Regions from separate parts of the Mus musculus genome. Here regions 2, 3 and 4 are each linked to region 1. Evidence: chromatin contacts called from public HiChIP or PLAC-seq data. All regions are on one chromosome and are shown on one strand. Each heading gives the region's core, a stretch centred on a gene start, on an enhancer-like site or on the middle of the called end of the contact. The rest is flanking DNA. Distances are from core to core; before and after follow the strand shown. Region 1 has its middle 21 kb from the start of Gm2491. Region 2 has its middle 24 kb from the start of Ccn3. Region 3 has its middle 65 kb from the start of Ccn3. Region 4 overlaps Enpp2 (ectonucleotide pyrophosphatase/phosphodiesterase 2).

The links. HiChIP or PLAC-seq counts read pairs in DNA pulled down with a chosen protein or histone mark.
Region 2: a FOXA1 HiChIP or PLAC-seq map of pancreatic cancer cells shows a contact between it and region 1. The contact joins two enhancer-like sites. A contact is called at or near these places in 27 of 484 Hi-C or Micro-C datasets (DN2 thymocytes, the HL-1 cell line, LSK cells and 17 more) and 1 of 115 datasets of contacts at active chromatin or transcription factors (pancreatic cancer cells).
Region 3: a FOXA1 HiChIP or PLAC-seq map of pancreatic cancer cells shows a contact between it and region 1. The contact joins two enhancer-like sites. A contact is called at or near these places in 1 of 484 Hi-C or Micro-C datasets (embryonic stem cells) and 3 of 115 datasets of contacts at active chromatin or transcription factors (embryonic stem cells, pancreatic cancer cells and vascular smooth muscle cells).
Region 4: a FOXA1 HiChIP or PLAC-seq map of pancreatic cancer cells shows a contact between it and region 1. The contact joins two enhancer-like sites. A contact is called at or near these places in 4 of 484 Hi-C or Micro-C datasets (cerebral cortex, liver and uterus) and 2 of 115 datasets of contacts at active chromatin or transcription factors (a colorectal cancer cell line and pancreatic cancer cells).

The regions. Positions count from the first base shown.
Region 1 is chr15:55,003,922-55,011,136 of GRCm38.p6, reverse strand. No RefSeq gene overlaps it. Among named protein-coding and RNA genes, the nearest start is that of Gm2491, 21 kb to the right of the region's middle. Within about 2 kb of position 4,251, at least 16 of the 459 cell types and tissues checked have an H3K27ac peak or open chromatin away from gene starts, as enhancers often do. A contact at or near this core is called in pancreatic cancer cells, where this site is marked.
Region 2 is chr15:54,765,963-54,773,177 of GRCm38.p6, reverse strand. No RefSeq gene overlaps it. Among named protein-coding and RNA genes, the nearest start is that of Ccn3, 24 kb to the right of the region's middle. Within about 2 kb of position 4,652, at least 58 of the 459 cell types and tissues checked have an H3K27ac peak or open chromatin away from gene starts, as enhancers often do. A contact at or near this core is called in pancreatic cancer cells, where this site is marked.
Region 3 is chr15:54,806,914-54,814,128 of GRCm38.p6, reverse strand. No RefSeq gene overlaps it. Among named protein-coding and RNA genes, the nearest start is that of Ccn3, 65 kb to the right of the region's middle. Within about 2 kb of position 4,523, at least 52 of the 459 cell types and tissues checked have an H3K27ac peak or open chromatin away from gene starts, as enhancers often do. A contact at or near this core is called in pancreatic cancer cells, where this site is marked.
Region 4 is chr15:54,843,201-54,850,415 of GRCm38.p6, reverse strand. It overlaps Enpp2 (ectonucleotide pyrophosphatase/phosphodiesterase 2), which reads left to right. Exons shown (of 25, transcript NM_015744.4): 20 at 289-425; 21 at 2,106-2,241; 22 at 3,090-3,167; 23 at 4,471-4,603; 24 at 5,881-6,037. Among named protein-coding and RNA genes, the nearest start is that of Enpp2, 73 kb to the left of the region's middle. Within about 2 kb of position 3,090, at least 23 of the 459 cell types and tissues checked have an H3K27ac peak or open chromatin away from gene starts, as enhancers often do. A contact at or near this core is called in pancreatic cancer cells, where this site is marked.

The DNA of each region.
Region 1 (7,215 bases), core at 3,002-5,501:
AGTCATTGCACACACCTGTGTCATGTGAGCTTCTCTATCCTGTGTCCTGATAGTGCTTTTAGTTTCTGGACTTCTAAGTCCAGAAAGTTCATTCTGACTTGAGTTGAATTTATATATGGTGTGAGACCGTTAAATCCTCTCTCATTCTCTTGCATGTAGAATTCCAGCTTTCACTACCATGTACTGAAGAGGCTGTCATTCTGTGTTCCTGGTATATTTGCTGGAAATCTACTGAGTACACATGCATGCATTTATTTCTGGGCCCTCTGTTCTGTTTTGTTGGTTGATGTGTCAGTGTTATATACTAATTATTCATAGCTTTGCAGTATAGTTTGAAGGGTAATATGTCCTCGTGCTGTGTGTGTATATTATGTGTATATGTGTATTTGTGTATGAGTGTGTATGAGTGTGTGTGTGTTTTTTTATGATCACCTGGACTGATGGGTTTCTTTTGTGGTTGGTTCCATATGTAATTTAAGGAGTGGGGTGTTTATTTCAAAACTGGTATTAGAATTTCCATGGGCACTGTACTAAATTTGGACATCAATTTTAGTAGCACGAACATTTGAGCTATTAATTCTTTATGTTTATAAACATGAAATATCACCATTTATTTGTGCCTTTGGTTTCCCTCATCAGTGGTTTGTAGTTTTACTGTGTGTGGGTCTTTTATATCCTTGGGTAAATTTATTGCTGAACATTTTGTTTTAGTTATTATCATCGATGAGACTTTTCTTTTGATTTCTTTTTTGGATAGTTTTTGGCTAGTGTAGAAACAGTACCGTTAATGTGTAGCCTTTGGTTTTACTATGTTCATTGATTAATTATGCATGTTCTAATTATGCATATGTGTTTGCATGCAGGCCTGTGTTCATGTGCACATGCATCTATATTTATTACAGCCTTCCCTGTCTAGGTTTGTGTGAACAGCAAACAGCGACATTTCATTTTGTCTTTCCTTCTTGGTAGCTTCTTTCCCTTTCTTAATTTCTCCAGTGTGGACTGGGAATTCTTACCTTGTTCTAGACCTTAGAGGAAAGTGTTTAATATTTCGCCATTAGCTGTGGGCTTCTGTCCTAAAGCCTTTAGATGCAGAGTATAGTCTTTCTATACTTCATGTTCTTGTTAGAGTTTTGTGTTTTTAAAAATATTTATCCTTTAATTTTTATGTGCATGTATGTGTACCATGGAGGCCAGAAGAGGGTGACAGATCCCCTTGAGATAGAGTTACAGACTACTGGGAGTCACCTAACATGGCTTCTGGGGAGAGCAGAAAGTGCTGGAAGAGCAGGAAGTGCCAGCTCTCCAGCCCCTCTAGGGATTTTTGGTTGTTTGTTTATTTTTAAATCTTGAAAAGGTGCCAGCTTTGCAAAATTCCCATCTCTTGAGATGATTAATTGATTCTATCATTTTTATCTTTCATCCTGTCAATGTGGTGAACCACGATACTCACTGAAGTGTCCCACCAGCCCCTGGGAGAATGTTTTAATCGAACCTGTTTTATACCTTTTATACGGAACCTGGATGTTTATTTTTCTGCTTATTTGTGACTGAAGAAAATGGAGGTAAGTGAAAATTCATTTGCAGTTATTTCCCAATCGCCAGGCTGTTGTGGGTGCTGTATCGAGAAGGATACTTGAAGGATGAGATACTGTAGACAGCGCTAAAGACTGCGGTGCTGCGTGTGAGCAGCACAGCACAGGCCCAGCGTTTCGGAGAGGAGCGCCCAACACTGCGCTGCACACTGAACGTCTCTGATCTCTGCTCATTGGATGCCACGTCAGTTTTTACAACAATCGCAAGCTCTCTGTTTTTCTGTAGTATCCCTCGCTCCTGTGGTGGGCTCACAAGCACTGAGGGTGACCAACCTCTCATTGCTGCCCTTCAGCGTATGAGACCACCTACTCACATGTCATAAGTGGCAAACTGACGGGTTTCCATCCCAACAACTAAAACAAGCCTTTCGACCCCTCTCCCTCCTTCCCTCCCTATCACCTCTTTTTATTTTTTTTAATCTGTTTTTCTGTTTGAGACACAGTCTCATTATAGTCTTGACTCGCCTCAAACTATCTATGAAATCTGTGTAACCACGGGGGTCCTTCCGTGTCTGCCTCCCACGTGCTGAGGTTTCACGCATCTGCATCATGTGACACATTGCCTGCATAGCCTCATCATGTCTGCTTGCTAACCATTGTACCTGCCTCTCTGCTACCTGCCTTATGTGTGCCTTTTCTTGTTTTACACATGAACAATTGAGTGTAAAATAAGTAATTAAAATACATTCAGCATTTATTACTTACATTCTATGTGTAGTTACTGAGATAAATTCGTGAACGAGACAAAACTTGAGGTTGCCCAGCTAAGGCAGTAGAAAGCTCAGAATTGTAACTCAGTGACTGTTGGCTCAGGGAAACCTTTTACTGAGCAAGCCTGGTGACACCCCAGTTCAAACTCTAGAATCCACATAAAGATGGAAGAAGGGAACGAACTCCAGAAAATTGTCCTTTGACCTCCACACACATGGATGACATTTGGGCTTCCTCTTTCCCCTCTAGCTCTTTTTCTCCTTCACACACATATGGTGATAAAATAAAATGAAATATTTTAAATGATTTTAACTTAATGTTTTATTTCCAGAATAGCACATCGCCTCCTACTTCTTCATAGATTATAATCTGGAAGAAAAATTTAATCAGCCAAATTAATTCTAATTAACAAACTGTAGGAGTGTTCAGAAGGCATCCGCACGTACTATACAATCACTTTGACAGTCTTGCTCCTCCTTGGGGCTGCTGCAGCCCGTGCGCCCAGCACTCTCTAGTCACTAAAGGAGACATCAGCACTGGTGCACAGCCTATGTCACGTGACCTTAAAGAAGCAGGAGCCCAGACTCCTCCCGGACTATTGGCTCTTTCCTCTTTGAGAGCACTTGGCTTGGAATGTAGACTCCACTCAGACACCTGCGTTGGTGGGGCCCTTTCAGGTTTCAAGTAACCATCATTTCTTCCTTCTTCCTTTCCCTTTGTTCTTCCTGTCTGTTCTTTCCTTCTTCCACTTGTTTATTCTACGTGTATGAGTGTTTTACCCACATGTCGGGTATGTGGACCACAACCCTGTGTGCAGTACCCAGAAAGGCCAGAAGAGGGTATTGGAGCCCTTGGAACCAAAATCAACTAAAATTCAAGCCACTGGCACCCTCTGAAGTGGAAGATTTTCTTGGTCTGATTATGTGAAGCAGGCAGACCCAGCCATCAGTGTGGACAGCATCTTCTGCTGGCAGCCTAAATGAACGGACATGGAAGAGAGACATGTGCTTCTTGGCCTAGTTGGCCTCACTGTAGCTGGGAGTCCCTCTACTCTGTTGCTACAGTGTCATTTCGTGTTTGTTACCTCCTCCAGTTTCCAATGTAGAGGGAGACCAGCATTTTTCCTGAGATCAGCCAGGTCTGTAGGGCCAGACTGGGATTGTTAAGACATCCAGCCTCATGTCCGGCCTCACTGAGCAAAGTCTGGATTCTCAGTCTCTTCAGTGTGAAAAAGCCTTACTGGACTACTGCGACTGTGTCCTGGAAGCCAGCCTAATTAATTGCCCTTTAACACATGTATTCAGTCGATCAGTTCTCTTCCTTTAGAGCCATTATGTGAGAGCAAGGATTGGAACCCATCTCCTCTGCAGGAGCAGTCGGTGCTCTTAACAACCAAGTCATCTCTCCAGCCCTCATAGAACGTTTATGAAAACTCACACTTTTCCAGTGGTCAGGAAAACGCTGTCCTCAATTGCGTATATCCACTATAGTTTTCTTATATGTCGATTCCTTGGTTACTGTGGTGTTATGTGAAACATTGGTGAATTAACACTGCCATTCGTTTACTTATACAATCGTCTTTCTTGCTTGGTTCGAGAATTGCAAGCTTATATGGCAGTGGCTCACAGTTCCCGGACTGGATTTCTTCTCATTTTCTCACATTCAATCACTGAAAAGTATCCTCCAGAGGGAGGGCTTTTTTTATTTTTATTTTTAATTTCTCCCCAGTGGTTCCTATACCAGACAACCTGGTAATTATATATGTTAGATACCATGGGGGTGGCAGAGACGGGAAGGGTTCCCACAAGTTGGAGGAGTCAGAAATTAAAAAAAATTTTTTTTGTTATTTCTCAAGATAAACTTTTACACCAAAACATGTTACTTGGGTGTGTAAAGGGCCCTTCCCATTTGATCATGAGTCACCACACCATTACCCTGTTTATGAGGCGCACTCACCCTTAACCATTTAGCCACCATGCTCACTGCACTTAAGCATTGTCTCTGCATGCACTGAGTTGAACGTGAAAGTAGAAGCTGGTTTTACCAGCTAAAGAGCCACGCAGAGATCAAGTCCTGGAAGACAGGGGGCTTGGGCTCTGCTTCCCAGTTCTGTGATTATCTTGTTCTGTGGCCTGAAAGAAATCCCCCCAATCTCAACGGGGGCCCAACTCTGAAAAATGGAAAAATAAATAAGATTGTTTCAAGGTGTCTCAGCGGCTGCCAAGCTGCTAGCGCTATTTCTGTTGTGACTGATGGTAAAAGTCTTTACTTTGGGTCTTAAAGACAGCCTTGTGTGGTTTTAGTTCAGTTTTTGAAAAAAGACATCTCCAGTAGTCTGCATATACTCTGAAAGTACGGACAAGGTATTGAATAGTTAGCTGGGTAAGTTTCTGAAGTACTATAAACTGTTTTCATATCTTTTGAACCCATCGACCTCCCTCCCCGCTACCAAGACCGCCTCACATTGTGGCTGCCCCTCAGCTGCTGTGAGTTCTAGGTCCTTTTCAGTCTTCACAATCATCAGAAGTCACAGAGATTTGATAGACAGCAACCCATGGCTGGTGGAGGGGCATCCACCCGTGAGTCTACCGCCCTGCTTTCAAGGAGCCTGGGCCTAGCAGTAGATGGTGCGCATGCGCGTGCCACTCGCACTGGACCCTGTAGTCTGAACCCGATCATAAACCAATGAGACATCAGGGCAGATCATGTTGGGGGTACAGAGATCTTTCTCTGTTTCTCTGTTCATCTGTTCATCTGTTTCTCTGTTTCTCTGTTGGGTGTACAGAGATCTTTCTCAGTTTCTCTGTTCGAGCCACAGTTCTGTGCTTTGATAATTTTCAAGTGACGATTTCCTTTCCTTTCTGTCAGTGTTTGACAGGGTCTCCCTTTGTAGCACCGGCTGGCCAGCAATCCACCGTATGGACTAAGCTGGCCTCAAAGTCACTGCCATTCTCCTTCATCTGCCTTCTGAGGGTTGGACTCTCAGTCAGTGACACATACCTGGCTTTAGTGAAGTTTTGTTTATTCTTTTGAGACAGGCTTTCCCTAGGTATTCCAAGAGCTTTGGGCTTTTGATTTTCCTGCCTCAGTTTTCCTCCTACCATAATCGCCCTCCTGTAGGGACCATAGGCATGTGCCACTGAACATGAGGAGTCAGATGATGTTTAAGTATTTACTTAGTTATTAATTTTGTTTGTGTGTGTGTGTGTGTGTGTGTGTGTGTGTGTGTGAGAGAGAGAGAGAGAGAGTAGGCATGTTTGTGGAGGAGTCTTTTCTCTGGGGAGAAGATCAATAGATCATCAGGCTGGTGAGTTGGGGCTTTAATCTCTCCAGCTCTAGTGGGAAATTCTTAACTGTATACATCTTAAAGCTTCTATGTCCTGCCTCCCATATCAGAGGACATTCTTAAAAAACACTGTAGCCGAGCGTGGTGGCACACGCCTTTAATCCCAGCACTCGGGAGGCAGAGGCAGGCGGATTTCTGAGTTCGAGGCTAGCCTGGTCTACAGAGTGAGTTCCAGGACAGCCAGGGCTATACAGAGAAACCCTGTCTCGAAAAACCAAAAAATAAAAAAATAAAAATAAATAAATTAAAATAAAATTTAAAAAAAAGGGGGGGGGCTGATGAGATGGCTCAATGGGTAAGAGCACCCGACTGCTCTTCCGAAGGTCCGGAGTTCAAATCCCAGCAACCACATGGTGGCTCACAACCATCTATAATGAGATCTGATGCCCTCTTCTGGAGTGTCTGAAGACAGCTACAGTGTACTTACATATAACCAATAAATAAATCTTAAAAAAAAAAAAAACAAAAAACAAAAAAAAACAAAAACACTGTGTCCAGAAATTGAGTCTAAGAGACAACAATGCCTGATCATGTGAGCCATAGACACTGTGAAGGTGGCTTCTTGACACCTAAATACAGTCTTTGACTTTGAGAGGAAACGTGCCAGCTCTACTTTAGGTTAAGAGTCCTCGAGTGAAATGGTGGCCATGGCCATAAGTAGTTGGCTGGTTAGCTGGTTGTTGTCACAGTTGATTTTTTGATGTTCCTTCTTGGCCAGGTGCGAGCTGATGGGCCACCTGAGCTTCCCAGGTCCCCATGCGGCCCCTGCATTGCAGAAGCAGCTGCGTCTTCAGGGAGCTTATCTTCCTTCCGCTCTGGCAGAAGTGAACGCTCTGCCCCTTTTGTGGCCGAGCAAAGAGAGGTGGAGGCATGTGTTCTACATTTCTATTAATGTAATACAGGCTTGTTCTGGCATTGATTAAAAATCTGCTCTCCAGATACTTCTGTGCACGGTCATTTTATGCAGAGTTCTTTCATATGGCGTTTGCAGACGTCGTCCCACGTTCCTTACACCTTGCAAACGCGGGCGGACGGGTCCTTCCATGCGGTGGTGGGCGGGTCCTTCCATGTGGTGGTGGGCGTGGAGGAGCTTTACTCCTTGAAACTCATACTTCATATGAAAGTTGTGCTTCTCATTAGTAATGGTGACTTTTGAATGGGAAATAGAGATGTCTCTATCCTGGCTGGCGAAAGCTTTGGACGTCTTTGGAATATCTTCCTTTGAGGGGATAGTTCACACATCAGGATTTGATTCCTGTGCAGTTATTTTCCACTCTGAGAGGAGGAGCCAACTATTACCCTAAAAGGTCAGTATTTGGTTTCTGTACTTAATTGAACAATTGAGTTTCGTGCCTATTTTTCTTTAACTGCAAAGTTTTATTTTCAATAAAGATGTCTTTCACTTCAAGTGGATGTTTGGTGCTCAAAAACACCGAAGAGTACTAGAATTGACCATCTCTTTACTCTTGCTACACAGATACCCTTTAATAGTAAGAGTAATTAAATGAAAACTTAAGAGGCCTCATGTTCTACCCCTCAGCTTTTTAAACAAGAAAAATCTTA
Region 2 (7,215 bases), core at 3,403-5,902, 240 kb after region 1:
TAGAAGCTTCCAGGACTAGTCTTAGGTTATCAGATGGAGGCAGTAAGTCTTGGAGACAATTAAATCAGGCAAATAAAAGCTACCTTTACAGCTGGAGATGGCTTGCAGGGCATTACACATGCTAGGCAAGTGCTTTGCCACTGAATTCCATCGCCAGCTCTGGTTTTATGAGGCAGGGGACTCACTATTTAACTCCAAATTGATCATAAACTTGATACATAGCCCAGGCTGACCTTGAACATGTGACCTTCTTTTCTTAGTTTCTTGAGTGCAGGAATTGCTGGCTTGTGCTACCATTTGTGTCTTAGGTGATCATTCTAATAGAAAATTTCCTCAAGTCAATATTCCTTAGCTTCATTCTCTTTAAAAATTTCTGACAGTCTCGTTTACTATCATTTGAGTTAAATGAGAGTTTGTGTTTTTATTAGGTAACTGATTGTTATTTAGGGCACTGTTATGAGATACTGGAAACATTTATTTATCATAGTCTGTGTCTTAGTTTGGGTTTCTATTGCCTTGGTAAAACACAACAGCCCCAAACAATTTGGGGTGGAACGGCTTTATTTCAGTGTGCAATTCAAAGCACAGTACATCATCAAAGGAATTCAGGGCCAGAACTCAAGCAGGGAAGGAACATGGAGGGAGGAGCTGATGCAGAGGCCATGGAGGACTGCTATTAACTGGCTTGCTCCATATGGATTTCTCAGCTTGCTTTCTCATAGCACTCAGCATCACCAGACCAGGGGTGGCATCACCCACAGTGAACTGGGCCATCCCAGATCAGTCTCCCATTAAGAAAATGTACTCAGTTTACTGAAGATATAGTTTCAATAGAGGTCTCCTCTTCCAAAACAACTCTAGCTTGTGTCAACTTGGCATAAAACTACCAGCATGGACTGATAGAAAGTCCCAAGTTGTGGCAGCTGTGGAATTCAGTGAAGACCTTCTTCCTGATTATAGATATCTTTCTGTGTTTTATCATGCACAGAGAGGCAAATATTCACAAGAGAGCAAACTCTCATTTTTATAAGACCACTAATTATGTTTATGGGATGCATCCTTATGACTGAGTGACCCCATTTTCTTTTTTTAAATCTTATTTATTTATTTATTTATTTATTTATTTATTTATTTATTTATTATTAGGTATTTATTTCATTTACATTCCAATGCTATCCCAAAAGTCCCCCACATGCTCCCCCACCCACTCCCCCACCCACCCACTCCCACTTCTTGGCCCTGGCGTTCCCCTGTAGTGAGGCATATAAAGTTTGCACGACCAATGGGCCTCTCTTTCCACTGATGGCCGACTATGCCATCTTCTGATTCATATGCAGCTAGAGACACGAGCTCTGGGGTACTGGTTAGTTCATATTGTTGTTCCACCTATAGGGTTGCAGATCCCTTTAGCTCCTTGGTTACTTTCTCTAGCTCCTCCATTGGGGGCCCTGTGATCCATCCAATACCTGACTGTGAGCATCCACTTCTGTGTTTGCTAGGCCCCGGCATAGTCTCACAAGAGACAGCTATATCTGGGTCCTTTCAGCAAAATCTTGCTAGTGTATGCAATGGTGTCAGCATTTGGAAGCTGATTATGGGATGGATCTCCGGATATGGCAGTTTCTAGATGGTCCATCCTTTCGTCTCAGCTCCAAACTTTGTCTCTGTAACTCCTTCCATGGGTGTTTTGTTCCCAATTCTAAGAAGGGGCAAAGTGTCCACACTTTGGTCTTCATTCTTCTTGAGTTTCCTGTGTTTTGCAAATTGTATCTTATATCTTGGGTATTCTAAGTTTCTGGACTAATATCTACTTATAGGTGAGTACATATTGTATGAGTTCTTTTGTGATTGGGTTACCTCACTCAGGATGATGCCCTCCAGGTCCATCCATTTGCCTAGGAATTTCAGAAATTCATTCCTTTTAATAGCTGAGTAGTACTCCATTGTGTAAATGTACCACATTTTCTGTATCCATTCCTCTGTTGAGGGGCATCTGGGTTCTTTCCAGCTTCTGGCTATTATAAATAAGGCTGCTATGAACATAGTGGAGCATGTGTCCTTCTTACCAGTTAGGACATCTTCTGGATATATTCCCAGGAGAGGTATTGCGGGATCCTCCGGTAGTACTATGTCCAATTTTCTGAGGAACTGCCAGACTGATTTCCAGAGTGGTTGTACAAGCTTGCAATCCCACCAACAATGGAGCAGTGTTCCTTTTTCTCCACATCCTCGCCAGCATCTGCTGTCACCTGAATTTTTGATCTTAGCCATTCTGACTGGTGTGAGATGGAATCTCAGGGTTGTTTTGATTTGCATTTCCCTGATGATTAAGGATGTTGAACATTTTTTCAGGTACTTCTCAGCCATTTGGTATTCTTCAGGTGAGAATTCTTTGTTTAGCTCTGAGCCCCATTTTTTAATGGGGTTATTTGATTTTCTGGAGTCCACCTTCTTGAGTTCTTTATATATATTGGATATTAGTCCCCTATCTGATTTAGGATAGGTAAAGATCCTTTCCCAATCTGCTGGTGGCCTTTTTGTTTTATTGACAGTGTCTTTTGCCTTGCAGAAGCTTTGCAATTTTATGAGGTCCCATTTGTCGATTCTCGATCTTATAGCACAAGCCATTGCTGTTCTATTCAGGAATTTTTCCCCTGTGCCCATATCATCGAGGCTTTTCCCCATTTTCTCCTCTATAAGTTTCACTGACTCTGGTTTTATGTGGAGTTCCTTAATCCACTTAGATTTGACCTTAGTACAAGGAATGGATCAATTCGAATTCTTCTACATGATAACTGCCAGTTGTGCCAGCACCATCTCATTAGATTCGGAGAAAGCATTTGACAAAAATCCAACACCCATTCATGATAAAAGTCTTGGAAAGATCAGGAATTCAAGGCCCATACCTAAACATGATAAAAGCAATCTACCGCAAACCAGTAGCCAACATCAAAGTAAATGGTGAGAAGCTGGAAGCAATCCCACTAAAATCAGGGACTAGACAAGGGTGCCCACTTTCTCCCTACCTATTCAACATTGTACTTGAAGTCCTAGCCAGAGCAATTTGACAACAAAAGGAGATCAACGGGATATAAATTGGAAAGGAAGAAGTCAAAATATCTCTTTTTGCAGATGATAGGATAGTATATATAAGTGACCCTAAAAATTCCACCAGAGAACTCCTAAACCTGATAAACAGCTTCGGTGAAGTAGCTGGATATAAAATTAACTCAAACAAGTCAATGGCCTTTCTGTACACAAAGGATAAACAGGCTGAGAAAGAAATTAGGGAAACAACACCCTTCTCAATAGTCACAAATAATATAAAATACCTTGGTGTGACTCTAACTAAGGAAGTGAAAGTTCTGTATGATAAGAACTTCATGTCTCTGAAGAAAGAAATTAAAGAAGATCTCAGAAGATGGAAAGACCTCCCATGCTCATGGATTGGCAGGATCAACATTGTAAAAATGACTATCTTGCCAAAAGCAATCTACAGATTCAATGCAATCCCCATCAAAATTCCAATTCAATTCTTCAACGAACTAGAAAGGGCAATCTGCAAATTCATCTGGAATAACAAAAAACCTAGGATAGCAAAAACTCTGCTCAAGGAAAAAAAAAAAAAAACCTCCTGTGGAATCTCCATGCCTGACCTAAAGCTGTACTACAGAGCAATTGTGATAAAAACTGCAAGGTACTGGTATGACCCCATTTTCTAATGTCATCACACTGTGGGATCAGGTTTTAATATTTGAGTTCGAGGAGTTGCAAAATCAGCAACTTAGTGTGCTATTGTCACAGTGTGGTCCTTAGCACGGTGCCTGGGACAAATTCAATAGCTGCCACATTACAAATAGCATGTTGATATTATGTTTTTTCACAGTGATGCTCCAACTTTCTTGAATGTGGGGTATTCAGAGGGCACAATTGCATATGCAAGTTGAAAGAAGAGAGATTCAAACTTCCCTTGCTAGGTTTGGAGGCCATTTCTTGAGGAATGAATCTGGCCTACTGCCTGTTTCTATTATTGCTGGCTGAGAAGATGACCAAGGTGGAAAGGTGTTTCCCTAGTAAGCATGCAATCTCAATTTGATCTCCAGCCCCCGCCCCCCCGCCATTTTTAAAAAAGGTGTCAGACATGAGAGCATATACTTATAATCTCAGTGCTGGGATGATGGAGACAGGTCAGGCCTTCTCAACCAGTACCTGGCTAGTCTTAAAGGTAGTGCCCAAGGAACAGCATTCGTGATTGTCCTCTGGACTCTACATGCATGTACACACACACACATACGCACACGCACATGCAGAAATATGTTACTGGAACCCATCTACTCTTGTTGACAAAAGTTCTACCCCTGGTTTTGCATGGTAACAGCAAAACTGAGTAGTTTCAAAAGACAGCATGTGGCCTACAGGGTCTAAAATATTTCCTGTCAGGCCTTTATAGGGAAGGTTAGTGTGTTCACCAATGTCCTTTCATGTTTTCCTCACGTTTACTGTGTGGGTTGTTGATCATTACAAGAGGATTAGACTTTAAAATTACTAAAAATGTTTCTAGTAAAAATAAAATGAAACAGAACAGCATGACCACTGGGTGTCTCTCTTCCCTAAATTTCACAAAAGCCAATGCTGAACCAGCCTTCAGCCAACTGGGGCTGTGACATACCAGACAAATATTGACAGTTGCTAAGGCAACTGGGGTAAAGTATTGGCCAGGGGATAATATAGGCGCCAATTGTGCATGCCATGTTTCTCACATAGGGGAGATACAAAGAGAAAAAAACGAACGAAAAAAACATGTTTGGAGCCCTCTCTTCAACTGTGGCTGAGGAGTAAGTCACAGCTGATGTTTATCTTAAGCCCTGTCCTCTTCAGTCAATTTCTCTTGAACTTAACACTTTAGGGACTTGGGGATTCTTAAGTCAGCTACAGTGCATCACAAGAGGGAACGTTTTCTAAGCAGCACTTCCTTTGTCCAGTTGTGTCTGAAATTTACTTTTCTAAATTATAATGGTAACTGAATTTTTGGTCTGTCTGATTTGGTCGCATGGATGGTTTCTGTAGTAATTCTTTTCATTGCTATTTGTTCTATGCCCTGCTCCTAAAAGGATGCAAAGAGGTGGGGACAGCTGAGTACTACCTTAAGTGAAGTGTGAAGGTCCCAGATACACCAGCTTAGGAGAATATGGGGAGATTATAGGACAATTAGAGGAGCACTATGGAAAGTGGTATCTTTTCCTACTTCAGCTTCCATCTTTTTAGTCTCATGTTCCATGTCTGGAGTAAAGTCAGGACCTGCTGAGAGTTTTCAGTCGGAGAAGGTTAGCTGTGGAGAGGATCAGTTTCCAGAGAGGAAGATCAAGGCTAGTCCCTCATCCTCTCCACTATCCTGCTTGGTACTGGCTGTAAACAAAATGTTGAGTGTTCTAAAGCACCCTGGGTGAATCTAGGCTTTCCTTTCAAGAAGAGTTGGAAGGGCCTTGGGTTGACATTCAGGTTCTCACATCTGCCCCTTGACCAACTTCCTCCTTCTTCCAAGAATTTTTTAAGTAGAGAATCTGATTCAAAGTAACTCATACTTGGATTGTACAGGTCAGTGGGGGGAGTCAGGACTAGTAATATGTAGAGGCTATGGTCTTCCCAGGCTCAGATCCTGTATACAGTCACTCTTTGACCAAGTCATTGTTTTCCTCTCAAGGATTCTGTTTTTCCTCATAGTTATCAGGGGTTGATTACGAAGCTTCACAAGGTAGAGTCACTTGTGTTCCAGTCTGATCTCCAATGTCAAGAAGTCCTTCTCGCTTTAGTATGGTGACTTTCTGGAATGAAATACTACCAACTGCATATCTTCAGCCGTGGGGTGGAGCATGCATTAGTCATTTTTCTCTTGCTGTGATAAAAATGCCACAATCAGGAGCAGCTTTTTGATCCAACAGTGTGTTTTGGTTTATGTTTTCAGAGGGATAAGAGCTCATCTTGGCATGGCAGCATATGGTAGGAACAGGAACCTCAGAGATCATAACTCAGTAGCAAACAGGAAGCCAAGAGGAAACAAGATGGCGTGAGCCTACAAACTCACAAAGCCCATTTCCTGTGAGGTACTTCTTCCAGAACAAGTCCATGTCTGAAAAGTTCTGTAATTCCTCCAAGTGGTGCTACTGACTGGAGAATTGCTCAAATACATGAACCTATAGGAGACATTCCTCATTTTAACCATTGCATCCCACCACACAGCCTCATAGGCACATGGCCAGCTCATAGTGCTAAATGTGTCTAGTCTGACATCAAAACTCCCTATAGTCTTTAATAGTTCCAATACTGTCTAAAAGTTCCAAAGTTTCCCCATTCCCAAGATCCCAACATGGTACAAACTATTTCTGGCTATAAAATATCCTAAAAGAATTCCTGCCACCTCCAAGGCTGCTGGCACTCCAGACTCACCTAAGGATTTGAGTCCATGTTAGACCTAGCAGTATTGTATACCTGTCTGTCTGTCTGTCTGTCTGTCTGTTCGTCTACCTGCCTGTTCCAGAAAGATGTTGTGGGCAGGGGCTCAGATCTTTATTATTTGCTTTTAGAACAATTAATTCATTTTATTTTTGCTTCCTATAACATGATGTGAAACATTTTTTTAATCTCTTAAGCTTTTTCATTGGGTAAACATTAGTCTTTTATCATTATGTTAATTCAAGAATCTCATCAATGACACTATGGACATTATGGGGACAGATAGTTTTCTTCTGTGGAGGGACATTCAGATTCATATCTGAGCTCTACCCACTAATGCCAGTGACAGCTTCACATTGTTATGATCAAAATTGTCTTCAGATAGAACCATATGACAGTTTGGAAGTGTAATCATCTTGGCTTGATTATTATGGAATAGTAAGACCTCAACCATGTCCCCTTTGGATTATCCTCAGTTAGAAATAAAGTTTCAGATGCCAATGGAAGAAAGGGTAGATATTTGACTATCTAAATTGCAAACATCCCTTTATTTTTATCTCTCCAAGATTGAAAAGGTCAGGGATTACAATTAGGGGTAGGTAAACTGCTTGTCACACAATCATGCTGACCGGAATTTGATCCCCAGCACCCAAGTGAAATCACCAGGTATTTCAGTAAGGCCCTTGTCTTAGGGTTTTACAGCTGTGAACAGATACTACGATCAAGACAACTCTTATAGAGGGCAACATTTAATTGGGGATTGCT
Region 3 (7,215 bases), core at 3,274-5,773, 200 kb after region 1:
AACTAAGAATGAAATGTTTTGCCTCTTCAGGTACCTAGATATGTCTATGTCCCAGACTATTGAAAAAGAGAAGGAGGGAGGAGGAGGAGGGGGAGGAGGAGAAGGAGGAGGAGAAGGAGGAGGAGAAGGAGAAGGAGAAGGAGAAGGAGAAGAAGAAGAAGAAGAAGATGAAGAAGAAGAAGAAGAAGAAGAAGAAGAAGAAGAAGAAGAAGAAGAAGAAGAAGAAGAAGAAGAAGAAGAAGAAGAAGAAGAAACGGAAAAGACTTAATGTGCCATAAATGTTTGGAGAATTTCTTCATCTTGGCATTTGCCATTATGGATGGACTAAGAGAGAAGTCTAACAAACTGTGAAGGAAGAATGAATTTATTCCCATGTACATGTCTGGCCTTTAAATCCTACCAAAGCTGCATTATGCCCTGCTGTCAGACACAAGGAACAGTATGACTGATCTTACAAATGAATGCTTTAGAGGGAAGGCAATGGAAAGAATGAGGGACAGGGAAAAAACTTTGGACTTCTGAGTCCAAAGAAGGACAAAGAGCCTCAGCTCCAGCTGCTGTAATTTCAGGATTAGTCTGTGACTGATAGGAAAATGCTAGAGCAAGGAGACGAGAGAAACAACTGCCATGACTTAGAAGTCGCTAGGGACAACTGCAGTGAGCTTGAGTTGTAGCTGGCAAAGTTTCTGAGTTCAATTCCCAGCAACCACATGGGATCTGATGCCCTCTTCTCATGTGTCTGAAGACAGCTACCATACACTCACATAAATGAAGTAGTCTTTAAAAAAGAAAAAAAAATTGTTGCTTAGCTGATGAGATGGCAGATGCCCTGTAGCTTCCAGTCCTTACACAGGTTGGTTCACCTATGGACAGCTGCCTCACACCGGTTATTTCCATTTCTTTAGGTTGGCACACATGCATTAAGTAATCAGTGTGGGTTTAAAAGCTTGGTCATATCAGCTCAACTTGGAAGAACTCCAAAATGTCATGATAGTCCTTAAGGCACCCTTGTGGACTGACAGGCTGCTGGGCCAACAAGTGCAACTTGAATAATCTTTTTTGTTTTTCTTTTTAGTTAACTTCTTTACCCCTCTAAAAGATATTGATTCTAAGAACCTTTCTGTAGGAAGGTGTCATGCAAGGTATCATTCATTTGGGGGTCTACACTCTGAAGTACCTAGGTTCTAGCTGAAGCTGCAGCTTTGACTCAGGAACAGAAAGAAATGAAGAATCCAGGCTTGAGCTGCACTTCTTTCCTTGGTGGAGGTGGTCACTCTCCTTGCCTTTTTGCTACCTTTCTCTACCACGTGCTTATATGTAGGGATGTGTCATGTGTTGTTTGGTGCTGATCTTTCTTTCTTTCTTTCTTTCTTTCTTTCTTTCTTTCTTTCTTTCTTTCTTTCTTTCTTTCTCTCTCTCTCTCTCTCTCTCTCTCTCTCTCTCTCTCTCTCTCTCTCTTTCTTTCTTAAGTGATAGGGTATCAGGAAAGAGAATGGCCATCTGGCTATCACACCCAGAGCTGGTAAGAACAGGAGATGAGGTCTTGCTTGCACTCTGTTCAGGGGAGGTACTGAGTGTCATGATGTCAAACAGGAGAAATGGTTTTTGGCAATGTTAAGGAAAGATGGAAGATTTGGCAGGAAATTAGCTAATGTGGTCACCAGTGATCAGCATTAGTCACTGGGAAATGAAAATATCTTTGGTATCCTGTAAATACCAGATTCTAAGATCCCTGGAAGAGTATTTTATGTACGGAAGCTGAAGGAATGGGCCATGCTCAGCCTTGCCCAGCCATCCAGTTTGTGGAGCATTGTCATGTTCCATGTGTAGCCAATCAGATGACATATCTCAGACTGCTGAGGATTATGGCAAGTAAGACAGTCAAATGTTATTTCTTTGAGCTCCAGAGATGGTTCATTTAGTACAATGCTTGTTATGCAAATGCAAGGAACTTAGCTTGATCCCCCAGAATCCCTGTAAGAAGCTATGTGTTGTGTCACGTTTATAATCCCAGCATCTGAGAGACAGAGTCAGGCAGGTTCCTGGAGTTTACTTGCCAGCCAGCATAGCTAAATTAGTGAGTTTTGGGTACAGTGAAAGACCTCATCTCAAAATATAAGGTTGAAAAGACTAAGAAAGACACAAGATGTAGAATTCTAACCTCCATATGCACGCATACACATGTTTGTCTGCCCCTACATGCGTGCACAAATACACACACACACACATCTGGAGGCTCAAGCAAAATCACAAGGCAAGAGGTGTGTGGCCTGCTTATTGAAGAACAGTGTTGGCGTCCTAGGCAAATCATTTCTAGAAAGTTCTTGGCTATGTTTCCCTTGGTCTCTGCCGAGTCTGCATGTCACATCTTTTTGCCAGGCCAGTAAGATATGGGGCACCTGTGTAGTCACTCTCTCTTCTGCTTGAGTAGTTTAGTGTCTATTTCTGGAATTTTCTACCAAAGTCTAGTTTATAGATCTTCTGAGATGTTCATGTCTTAGCTCTACATATACCTAATGGGGTTGGCAATTAAACACCAGGGCAATTCAGTGCAGAATAGATGGAAACCAAAAGCAATAGGAGCTTCCTTGCTATGGGAGACTCCTATAGAAAACAGCATTCTTGTTCTTTGCTCTACAAAGCCGGGGCCTTTGCAGCGTGGGCAAGGGCACCATGATTGCTGAGCAAATATGGACAAGTAGCATTGATTGTTGTCCGAGTTCCCCACTGTGTTCCTTGGAGTCTTTAGTTTCCATTGCCATCTGTGATATTAGGACATTTTGTCTATTTTATCATGAGTCCAAACCGGATATTTCTCACTGTAGAAAAAGCCTTCTTACTGAGCAAAACTCTAATTCAGTTGGTAATCCCTAATATACCAAGGACGCATAGGTGCATAGACAGCATGGACTTGGACTGAAGGTTCATGTGGTCCAGGCCAATCTCAGAAGAGCTCTTCATAATCCCATGGTAGAATTATTATCAAAAGAAGCAGGCATTGTAGAGCGAAGGTCTCTGTGTCAGTGCAGTTCCCCGACATCGTTTAGATGCACTCACAAAACTCCATGAGAGATCTACAAATACCTTAGCGTGGAAGGCAAAGACGTTGCCTGGCAAACCGCAGGCCACTGCCAAGGCCACTACAAGCTGTTGCTTGTTCCTTGTTGACTCTCCTAACATTCTCCTTGCAACAAGAGAGTAATAAATCTCTTGCTGGTTGTCAGATGTTAGTGAGTGTTATGTTTGTTTAAATAAACCCATCGAAGAGCAAGGTTAATGTGTAGCATCTGGAAGGCAAGGAATAGGCTAATTGCTGAGGAGCCAGGAAAGGGTTGAGAGAAGAAGTCAGAGGTCAAGTGTGTCCCAGGGAGCAAGAATGAATAGAGTGGGGCCTTTCCTTGCAATCTGGGGTTGAGGTAATGTTAGTTAAATACTAAACTCCCCTTCCAGCTAGGGCCTCTCTTGGTTAGGTGGGAAATTACTCATTAAAGGGACACACTTTAAACAGTGCCGTTGGGTCTCACACACACCTGAACAGACACCAGCTAATACTTTAGAACAAAGCTCCATTCCATTACTATTATAATCTACACAGTACCTTCTGTGTACCAGCCACTGGGCTTTGTACTGCATGCATGTTTTCCATTCTCTTGTTTATTTTTCTAGTAGTCCTGTATCAGATACCAGGCTCATGTTTATATGTTATCATTTTAAGTTTCCTATTAGTTCTATGTAACCATGGGGTTCACTATGACATTTTCATACATGGCTGTAGTGCATTTTGTCATCTCTGTGTCCTCCCATTATTCTCCTGTCCCCCTCCTGCTCATCTCTTTCTTTCTCAACTAGACCTTCTTTCACATTCTTGTCTTTTCTACACGTTTGTTTTCTTCACCTTCTTAGTTGTGCCTTAGTGTAGCTTTCATGGTATTCATTTCAGAGATGAAGACATCTTTTTGTCATATCCCATGGGAACTCAGCCCCATCTTTGGTTCTGTAGCCCAGACTTTTGCAACTGCATTCTACAGATGGAGTAAGACATCCATCCAAGATCTGTGCACAAGATAGATACATTTTTTTTTTTTCTGCTCAGGGCTGGTCCTTGTCCTTTTGAGGTTAACAACAACCAATGTGTTTCTTTACCACATGTCCCTGGTTACCAAAGTCAGATGCAGAACCTTGGGCTGCCCTGCAATTTGATCTGGCCCCACTGTGAGATCTTTCCTATCCTTCTGTTCTTTGGTCTCACAGTTTACAAAACAACACTACATCAATCCAGTTTATGCTGGCTCGAGTTCTAAGAGAAAGTACATTGCCTGACATGCAGAGTAGAGAGAAGATAAGAAAGTTAGGTTAAAAACAAACTTTGTGAGAGCTTTGTTTTGTCACAAGGGACCTAGTCACATGGCACCTTAAAATAATCCAAGTCATAGAAATGAAGAGTGGTTTTAAGGGCGTGCAGTATGAATCACCCATGCTCTATAGAGAGCTTTAAAGTAAAGCTGAAAGTGGCTTGCATGGTCATTCTTCACTCAGGAGTGGTACCAACACTCCTGACGTGGAGCCTATCCAGTGGGATGAGCCAAGTGTCAGGGACTCCACACTTCTCTGCCAGCCAGTCACCTAGTAGTTCTCCCAAGCTTGGGGTTTTCCTGATTCCGAGCTAAAGTTTTCCTTTGTCCCATTTTATCTTATTTTTCCTCCTTTATACCCTTGGGTCTCTGACTCATTCTGGCTTTAGAAGTTTCCATTCTTTCAAAAACTCTGGAAGTTTTCGGGACTTTTTCCATTGGAATTTCCCTAGCGTCCATCAGTGCTGTCCTAAATGGTCATTACATCTTCATCTGCTTCTGTGTTGGGGACCAGAAGAGTGAAGCCTAGAGTCTAGAGCCCTAAAAGAGCCTGGCTGAGCTTTCTTTACAGCTCCCCTTTCATAATTGCAATTTCTTGTTTGCATGCATGTGTATACAGGTGTGTGTGTGTGTGTGTGTGTGTGTGTGTGTGTGTGTACACATGTAGAAGTTGGAAGTGAATTTCAGTCATTACCCACGCACTCATCTTTGACTCAGAGCCTTTACTTGTCTCTAACCTATCAGGTAATGGAGGCTCCTGTCTCTACTCCCCAGAACTGGAATTACAAGCAGGTGACAAAGCACCTAATATATTCATGGTGCGTGTGTGTGTGTGTGTGTGTGTGTGGGGGGGGTCATACTTAACAGCTTACTGGCTGACTTTTCTCTTCAGCTCCTAGTATTTTTTTTTTTTTTTTTTTTTTTTTAGTGTTGTGATTCTCAGGGCTGAGAAATAGCTCAGTGCATAAAGAACTTGTCTCAAAAGCATGAAGAGCCTGAACTTACATCCAAAACTCAGTAGGCATTGTAGATCTAGGCACTTGTAATTCTAGATTTTGAGAGGAAGAGATGGAGAATCCCTAGGCCCGGCTGGCTAGCTCAATTAGCTGGAAAAACCAAGTTCCAGGCTCAGCAAGAGAACTAAGTAAATTCAGTAGATATCAACCAGGAAAACACACACACACACACACACACACACACACACACACACATACTCGCACAAGAGCACAAAAAAGGGTTGGGATAAATATATGCTAATAATGGAGAAGGATGAATGCCTATCTCAAGGCTCTCAACTTACTTGGCAACATACATTCTGTCCTACGCATTTATAACTTCCTTGAATCTGATTCCTTTAGTAGGAAAGAGTTGCAATCTCTGAATAATTAAGTTACTCTCTCTTTTTAACCTGCAATCTCAGTTCTCAAAAAACTTCACATAACATTGCCACTGCACAATGCACCTTATTCTAATCCTGTCACCTCCAGTACTACCTGACATATTACAATGAGAATGTGTGTTCTAGCAGAAGTAAATCATTCTAAAAATTAGGAAGCAGCTCTCAGAGTAAGACGCAGGTGAAGAATCTCGAAGGAAATGAGGGGTGAGACTGAGCATAGGTAGCACACACACGTATGAAGCTGAGTCTAAATCTAGTAGGACTTAACACGAGTTACTTAGGGTCTTGGCTATTCAGCTTCTGTGGTGGGGAAATGAGGATAACAGATCTCTTTTTGTGGTTGTCAAGTAGTACAGCGTTTAGTCCATTGGCAATGAAGAACTGTTGCCTGTCCCTTTCTTTATCTGGGGCAGGGTTCTGGAGGTAAGAGAGAAGAAAAGAAAGGCATTAGTGCTCCATTCTGTGTCATTTCTCTTCCTGGCTTTGCTGTCTTAACCACACTTGTTTGCTGGAACAGGAAAAATTTCAACTTCAATAGTCAGTCTCCACTTAGTGCCTATGCTGGTCCTGGGATAAATCGTAAGGGCGCTTGGGCAGGCAGTATTGCGGACAATCCTGTGCTGGGAATGGCCCGTGGACATTTGTTACTCTCTCATCTCCAGCATCTGAATGGGACTCCCACTTGGTTTCCTGAGTGAATTCCAATTACTTTGTAGAGACCAGAATCTCCTGTCAATACTGTACCTGCCTTCTTATAGAAGCAGAGCCCAAGTGGTAGCCTGGACTTTAGAGTTTATTCGCCATCTTCATTATTTTAACCTACTGTCTAAATGTCCTTGATTCAGAAGGCCTTGATGTCTGTACAGTTCTGACTAATCACATCCCATGAGTATGCTTTACTTATGGTGTTGATATGAAATGCCCTTTAAAAGGAGCATGCACTGAAAGTGTGGACCTCAGCTGGTAGTTCCAGGTATTGCCACATTATTTTTATCATGAGACCTATGATATTCACGATGAGTGAATCCTTTGATGGATCACAAGACAGCATGTTGGGACATGATGAAAACCAGAAGGACCAGAAGGTAGGGCCATGTTAGAGAAGGTAGGTCAAGAGACATACAGCCTGGAAAAATATACCATGTCCAAAAGTTTTCCTGTCCCTCCTTAGCTTCTGGTCTATTATGAGATGAACTGCTTTGCCCTCCTATACTTTCCCCATCATGATGTTTGGTCCCAAAAGCAATTGAGCCAAATGAGTATGGAACAAAATCTCTACAACTATGTGCCCAAATAAATCTCCCTATTTAACCCTTTTAAATCATTTTACATGGGTATTTGCATACATATCTAATATAACATACATGATACAGCATTAGTGATGAGCCAAGTTTAAGTAGATGCTGACTTTTTGAAGTCTATATCAATATAGCAACTATGTTTATGTCTATATCACCATGTCAG
Region 4 (7,215 bases), core at 1,841-4,340, 160 kb after region 1:
TTGGCTTTCCATTTAGCTGACTCATCTTAGAACTGACTGGATGTTTCCTTTCTATACAGACCTTTAAATGTGACACTTTCCAAACGCGTTATGGTTTTGACCCTTGGTTAGGTGGTCAGATAAATGGCCGAAGTGTTAGAAAAACTAACTTGATCAAATTAAGGAGAAGCTACTGTCTAATAAGTCAGCTATCAAACTCTAGGCAACTTGACTCCTCTTCCAATATTTTACATGTGATGTAAGGTTGACATTGCACTGAATGTAGATTTTTCTTTCTTTCTTTCCTAGAGAGACATCTCCTGTATGGACGACCTGCAGTGCTTTATCGGACTAGCTATGATATCTTATACCATACGGACTTTGAAAGTGGTTACAGTGAAATATTCTTAATGCCTCTCTGGACTTCTTATACCATTTCTAAGCAGGTTATTGAGAAAATTGGGGATTATACTCTTTATTTGATACAACGAGTGTTTTGATTAATAGTAGAATTTTTCATGATTGAAGAAACATTCTGTTGCATCTATTGTAATATTATTTTGTGTGTGTGTGTGTGTGTGTGTGCGTGTGTACATACACACCATGGCATGCCTTTAGAGCTCAAAGGGTAGTTTATCGAGTTGGTTCTCTCTATGCACTCTGTAGGTCCAGGGATTGAACTCAAGTGTCAGTCTTGGAGGAAGTACTTCTTCCTGCTTCATTGCGAGGCATTTTAAACTGCACTCAGTTTTCTGACTGTTCTCCTGTAATCCGTTGAAGGGAACATACTGATGCTTTTAGGTTTTGTTTTTTTCTTACTTTGTTCCCATTCTGCCCAATACTTCCAGAGACTACCAAGGTTTGTTTGTGTGTTTTAATGGATATTAATTTTTAGAGAAATTTGGATTTAGTGAAATGAGAGCGTCCCAGATACATATCCCCTCAGCCTGAATTAGCATTTTCTTTGTATTTTCTTTAATTTTTCAAAAGTTACTGAGAATTAAAAATAATTCTTAGATTTATTTAGTTTATGTGTAAGTGCCTTGCCTGCATATATGTATGTATATGCTTCATATTCCTTAGAAATAATAGAACATAGGATTCCTTGGAACTGGATTTATGCATGGTTGCGAATCACCAAATGGGTTCTAGGAAGTGAACCCAGGTCTTCAGCAAGAGCAGCAAGTGCTCTAAACTGCTGAGCCCTCTCTAGCCCTCTGTTTGTATTTTAATAAAAAAAAAAAAAGGCAGCCCAGCACTTGGGAGGCAGAGGCAGGCAGATTTCTGAGTTCGAGATCAGCTTGGTCTACAAGGTGAGTTCCAGGACAGCCAGGGCTACACAGAGAAACCCTGTCTCGAAAAACAAAACAAACAAACAAACAACAAAAAAAAGGCTTTAACTGGAGTTTCAGCTTCATGAGGATGAGATACAAAGCTATAGGTCAGAAATTAGAATAATTTATTTGGTAGTCTTAATATATATTATCCATATTATATATATCAAATATATGTTCTTAGAGATAGATATATTTTCAATTCGTAAATGTAAATAACAAACTACTTCCCTAACAACCTTGTTTATTCCTGTGTGTGTATACCTGCAAGTTTGTGTGTGTGTGTGCGTGCGCGCGTGCATATATAGTTATATATGCTAAAAAGGGATTTGTGTGTGTACATGCATGTGTTTGTATGTGTGTATATACCTGGTTCCTCAGGAAAGCCATGCACCTCCCCCCCTCCCCCATACACTTCTTCTTTTTTTTTTTTTTTTTTTTTTTGAGCCAGGTTCTCACACTGGCTTGGAGTTTGCTAAGTAGGCTAGGCTGGGTGGATAACCAACAGCAGAGGTCAGCCTGTCTATGCTTCCTCAGCATTGTACAGTAGGAGTTCCACTTTATGTATTGTTTAACTTCAGACATTGGTAAAGAGATTCAACTGCAGGAAACTAAGAGTTTGAAACTTATTGGCTTATTGTACTTAAAATGAAGGGCTCTAAAAAAGAAGTTAGAACTATGATACGCTAGTGAGTTTGGGTTTGCTGTTCAAAGTAGATGCTCTAGCTTTGCTGAAGTCATTTGGTCTCATCTCTGGAATAGCATCACTGAGTGTCTTTACTCCCCATGCAGGCTGAGGTCTCTAGCATCCCAGAGCACCTGACCAACTGTGTTCGCCCTGATGTCCGTGTATCTCCTGGATTCAGTCAGAACTGTTTAGCCTATAAAAATGATAAACAGATGTCCTATGGATTCCTTTTTCCTCCCTGTAAGTTGCAGCATGTTGGGCTGTGATCACTCTGTGTGTGTGTGTGTGTGTGTGTGTGTGTGTGTGTGTGTGTACCTTTGCAGAGTGGGAGGTATATTCTGGGGTTTGAAGCTTGTTGCTTAGGACTTCAGGGTTTCAGGGTTTCTTCATGGGGAAGCACTTGTGAGGCTGTGAGATTATCCCCCAAGTAAGCCTGAAAATAGCCAGATTTCAAATATCCTGCTCTTCCGGGAAAGTCTAGACAGGGGAACCTTGTTTTCCTCCACATTGTTAAAGGGAATCTGTAAGAAATAGTAAGTTATTAGGCGATTAGTTCTTTCTTAAGACAGGTGTTTCGTTTGACGGTTCCATATGGTTATATGAGTGTCATTTTTTTTATCCCCCTTGGTCTCTTTCACCTTGTCCCCTGCTGGGGTCCTTCTCACCCCGTTCTGCTCCTGTTTCCATGTCCTCAATTTTTTTGTGTGTGGCCCATTGAGTTTAATAAGAGTCATTTGCCTGAGTGTGGGAGGGAGGCTATTAAGTGGCACAGTCCTGCAGAGGTGATTTCCTGAGAACAATTATGCCTCATTATCTTAATGACATTTTTTAAGAGTCTAGGTTATAATAATGAAATCAAAGAACTACAGACTGAACTAGGTAGGAAGAAGTGGGCTGTAAATACTTCCTGAGAGCCGTTGAGGGACGCAAAGGGACTGAGTGGGACTGTTTAAAGAAGCTGATAGGGGGAAATAAAAGAATAGATCTGCCAGCTTCAAACTCTTTGGGTTGGCCTAAAACACTGAGTTTCCTGTTCATGTTGAGATTGGTAAGCAATGACTCAGTTTGCTCTCCCACCTGATGTTTAGATCTGAGCTCTTCCCCAGAAGCGAAATATGATGCATTCCTTGTAACCAACATGGTTCCAATGTACCCTGCCTTCAAACGTAAGTACGCTATTTACCCAATAAACTGTTTCTTAGAAGATAAATATTTTAAATTCGCCACTTACCTTTTTTACCCCCGTGCTGATTTTAATAATACCTTACAAATGTTCAGCTTATAAGTTGTGAAGATATTGCATATAAATTCTCTGTAGATGACCTACCTGGGCGGGAAGCCAGTGAGTCATCTAGCCCTTGCTCATAATTAGGAAATTGCCCTCATAAGAAGTGACCCAGGTCATGAAGTGGTAGAGCCAAACTAAACCACAGTTGCATTTTTTCTACCCTGCAGTTCTTTCTATTTTAATGCTTATTATTTTATGAGGGAGTCTTACTGAATTCTAGAGGTCACTTGCTACTTCCAAACATCCATATTTATTTATTGAACATGTCTGCAAAGGCCACGAGCACCCTTCTGCTTTAGGGTGCTTATGTTTTCTGAATATTGACCCTAAGATCCAGAAGAAGATTATGAATATTCTTCTTTATCGGAATATTAATTCAAATGATTTTAGGGTCATGCAAATTATTATTTTAACTTCTTTGAACATATAATAATTTGTTTTCAGAATAAGTATCCTTGGTTGATAGTGATTCTGTGAATTGAATAAGCACCATAAATTCTGGTCCTCAAAACCAAGTTCTAGTCCCTGGACTGTGACCATTGGCTAAGCAATTAAAAAAAAGTTTCCATTCTTTTTTCCCCGTACTGTGCATGAGACTCAGATTCTCAGACACATTAGACATATATACCCTACACCACTTAGCTATATCCTTAGCCTCTCACCCCTTCTGAGATGTTATTCCATGCAGCCAGAGCTGCCTTTGAGCTTTCTATGAAGCTGAGAATCATCTCAAAATCCTATGGGCTTTACCTCCTGGCTGCTGGGTACAGTTGTTTGCTACTACATGCAGTTGATGTGGTGCTGTGGTGAAGCCCAGACTTCGTATTTAATTTTGTCTAATGGCTAAGATACTCCTGCTCACACTGTAACTATCTGGCATGCTCTGCCCCCACTTCTCCACCTGGGACATATGGGTTCATTCTGCTTTCACATCTTGGCTCTTTAACCTCCCCTGGGAACTTTCCCTGACTCACTGGCTTACGCTTCCTACCTCCCTTGCAATGCCCCCTCTCTTTTATCTTCCCTTTTGCAAGTTCACAGTGCACCACACAGAGAACAGGTTCTGATGAGTCACAGCGGCTCTTAGCTTCTGACATTGCACTTGAAGAAGGCATCCTGCAGAGAGTTTGTCTGAACCAAGTGTATCTGGGCAGGAAGAATTGATTTGTTTCTTTGCACAGGTGTTTGGACTTATTTCCAAAGGGTCTTGGTGAAGAAATATGCGTCAGAAAGGAATGGGGTCAACGTAATAAGTGGACCGATCTTTGACTACAATTACAATGGCTTACGTGACATTGAGGATGAAATTAAACAGTGAGCTTTTTTCCCCCTGTTCTGTGTGAGATGCCTAAATTCTAGGATACCAGTCAATGATTCTCATGTGCTAGAACAGTTCATACTCTTAAATATCTTTTCTTTGAATTTCATCTAAAATCTTTAGTTGTTTTCCATCTTTGGTTGACTATGGCTTTAGAAGTTAGAATGAAAATTTGAGGTTTGTGATATACACGTTTCCATCTTATGATAAAATGTATCAGTAATTTTTTGAAATGACCATTTATTCTTCAACAACTCTTCAGTAGAGAACTTGTGATTTTAATTCATTTTCATTATTTTTAGAGACTTTTGGAGTCTTTCCTACGTTCTGAGCCAGTATGTCTTATTAGAAAGTTGCATATAGACTTTGGTTGACTCTCGTTATCGCTCTCCCCTTGGTGCTATTTGGGATACAAAAAGATAGGGCAAATGCTGTGTATATAAGGAGTATGTAGTCTAGTGCATTTATATATGCACAAATAAACAGAGATCAGCACAGTGTTCAAATAACAAAGATACTTGAGGAATAAAGTGCTACTTTGAAATACAGATAATTTTCAGTATTTTCAGTAATTCAAAAGAAATTTCATCTTAAGTATATATTTATTGTTGATCATTTTGGTACTTTTTAAACAAAATTAAGCTCACTCATTATTTCAAGATTAAAAATGATTAAAATTATAATAACACCAAGTTTCCTGAGGAATTTAAATGTGTGAACTTTACTCTACTGAAGAAAGCTCATTTAACGGCCTTGAGCTCATCCCCAGCTCTCAGCTATTAGTGATTTCTTTATACCAAATTCAAGATCTCAGTGTAGAATAAAAGTGTTCTTTTTCCTCTATACCCAGTGTCTTGTGATTCTAGACCAATTTCTATATCTATGATAGTGATCTTTCTGAAACACAAATCTAATATGATGCTCCACATTCCCCAAAGCTTCCATGGAATAGCTCCTAAGTTCCATATCCTGGTACCCTCAAACCATCACAATTTGTCTTTCATTGACTCTTCCAGCTCTTTGCTAGTTAGTATTATCCTAGTCACCATTGGGTGCCTCCAACTCTTCAATCCAGCCACTTGATTTTCTGGGGATATCTTTTTCTTCCCACCTGGCTGAGGCAGGTAGACAATTCCAGGCATAGAGACAACTATCAACTATGTTTAAAGATATAACAGGGGGCTAACAGAGTGTCTTAGACACAAGAGATGGGTAAGCAGTTTTAAGAGAATGTTTGGTGTGCCTTGTAACGTTATTTCCTTTCCTGACTCAGGTATGTGGAAGGCAGCTCTATTCCTGTCCCTACCCACTACTACAGCATCATCACCAGCTGCCTGGACTTCACTCAGCCTGCAGACAAGTGTGATGGTCCTCTCTCTGTGTCTTCTTTCATCCTTCCTCACCGACCTGACAATGATGAGAGCTGTAATGTGAGTTCAGAGATGCATTTTCATACTTAGCTTCTTAACTTATGTCCCCAGCATTGAACCAAATACATTATAAACCATTGGGAGCAGCCAGCTGAATGGAAAGGCGAAACAACCTAAGCAAAACTTTATTGAATCCATAGGGACCTGGTATCCTATAATAATAATAATTCTGTATTTATCATTCTCTTTCTCTCTCTCTCTCTGTCTGTCTCTATGTCTCTCTCTCTCTCTGTGTTTGTATGTGTTGCATGTGCGTATATGTGTATATATTTAACACAGTTATATTTATATGTTCAATTTTGACAAATGATAAAGTACCTCAATGTTTTCAGCTTCACAAAAAGAAAATCACAACATTTTGATAATAGTTAGGGTACAATAAGAGTTCAGAGGAAATTATTGTATTAATTTCTTCTTTTGTGGATGCTTGAAAATACTCACAACAAAAGCTTATAAAAACAGACACACACATACATACATGTAGCACTTATTAGTCAGGTTATCTTTGGCTACTGGTTATGGGAACTGTGATAGCCATTCCAAAGCACAGAAGAACATTTACTGTCACGTGGATAGAGGTGGGAGGCAGAATGGTTTAATGAAAAGGCCCTTAGCAGGGACAAGAGAGATGGCTCTGTGGTTGTGAGCACTGCTTGCTCTTCTGGAGGACCAGAGTTCAATTCTCAGCACCAACATAATGGCTCACAACCGTCTGGAACTAATCCCAGGGATTCCAATGCACTCTTCTGGCCTCTGTGGATACTAGGCATGCACACAATGCACACATATCGATGCAACCAAACTAGCTAGACTTATAAAATAATTAAAATATATTAAATTTAAATAGGAAAAAGTCCTTAACAATAAGACAGGAGCCGTGCTGTGTGTACAGAGTTAAAACTCAGGGAGAATTTATATAATCTCTACATGTACCTATATTTTGATGGGAACTCTCTGACGCAAGCTTGGGTCTAGAACTTATAGCTGATATACATTTATTTCACTTACTAGAAGGAATAGGCATGAAATCTGTAGAATAGGATTGTTTGTCAATAAATTACACTCAAATTCCTAAATTGTATTAAAGTGTTCTAGAAGAGAAAACACTGTATTAGGCAAAAGCTATAAACTCCTAGGCAGCCTACCATATGAGGGTGCAAATAAAACATGAATGGAAA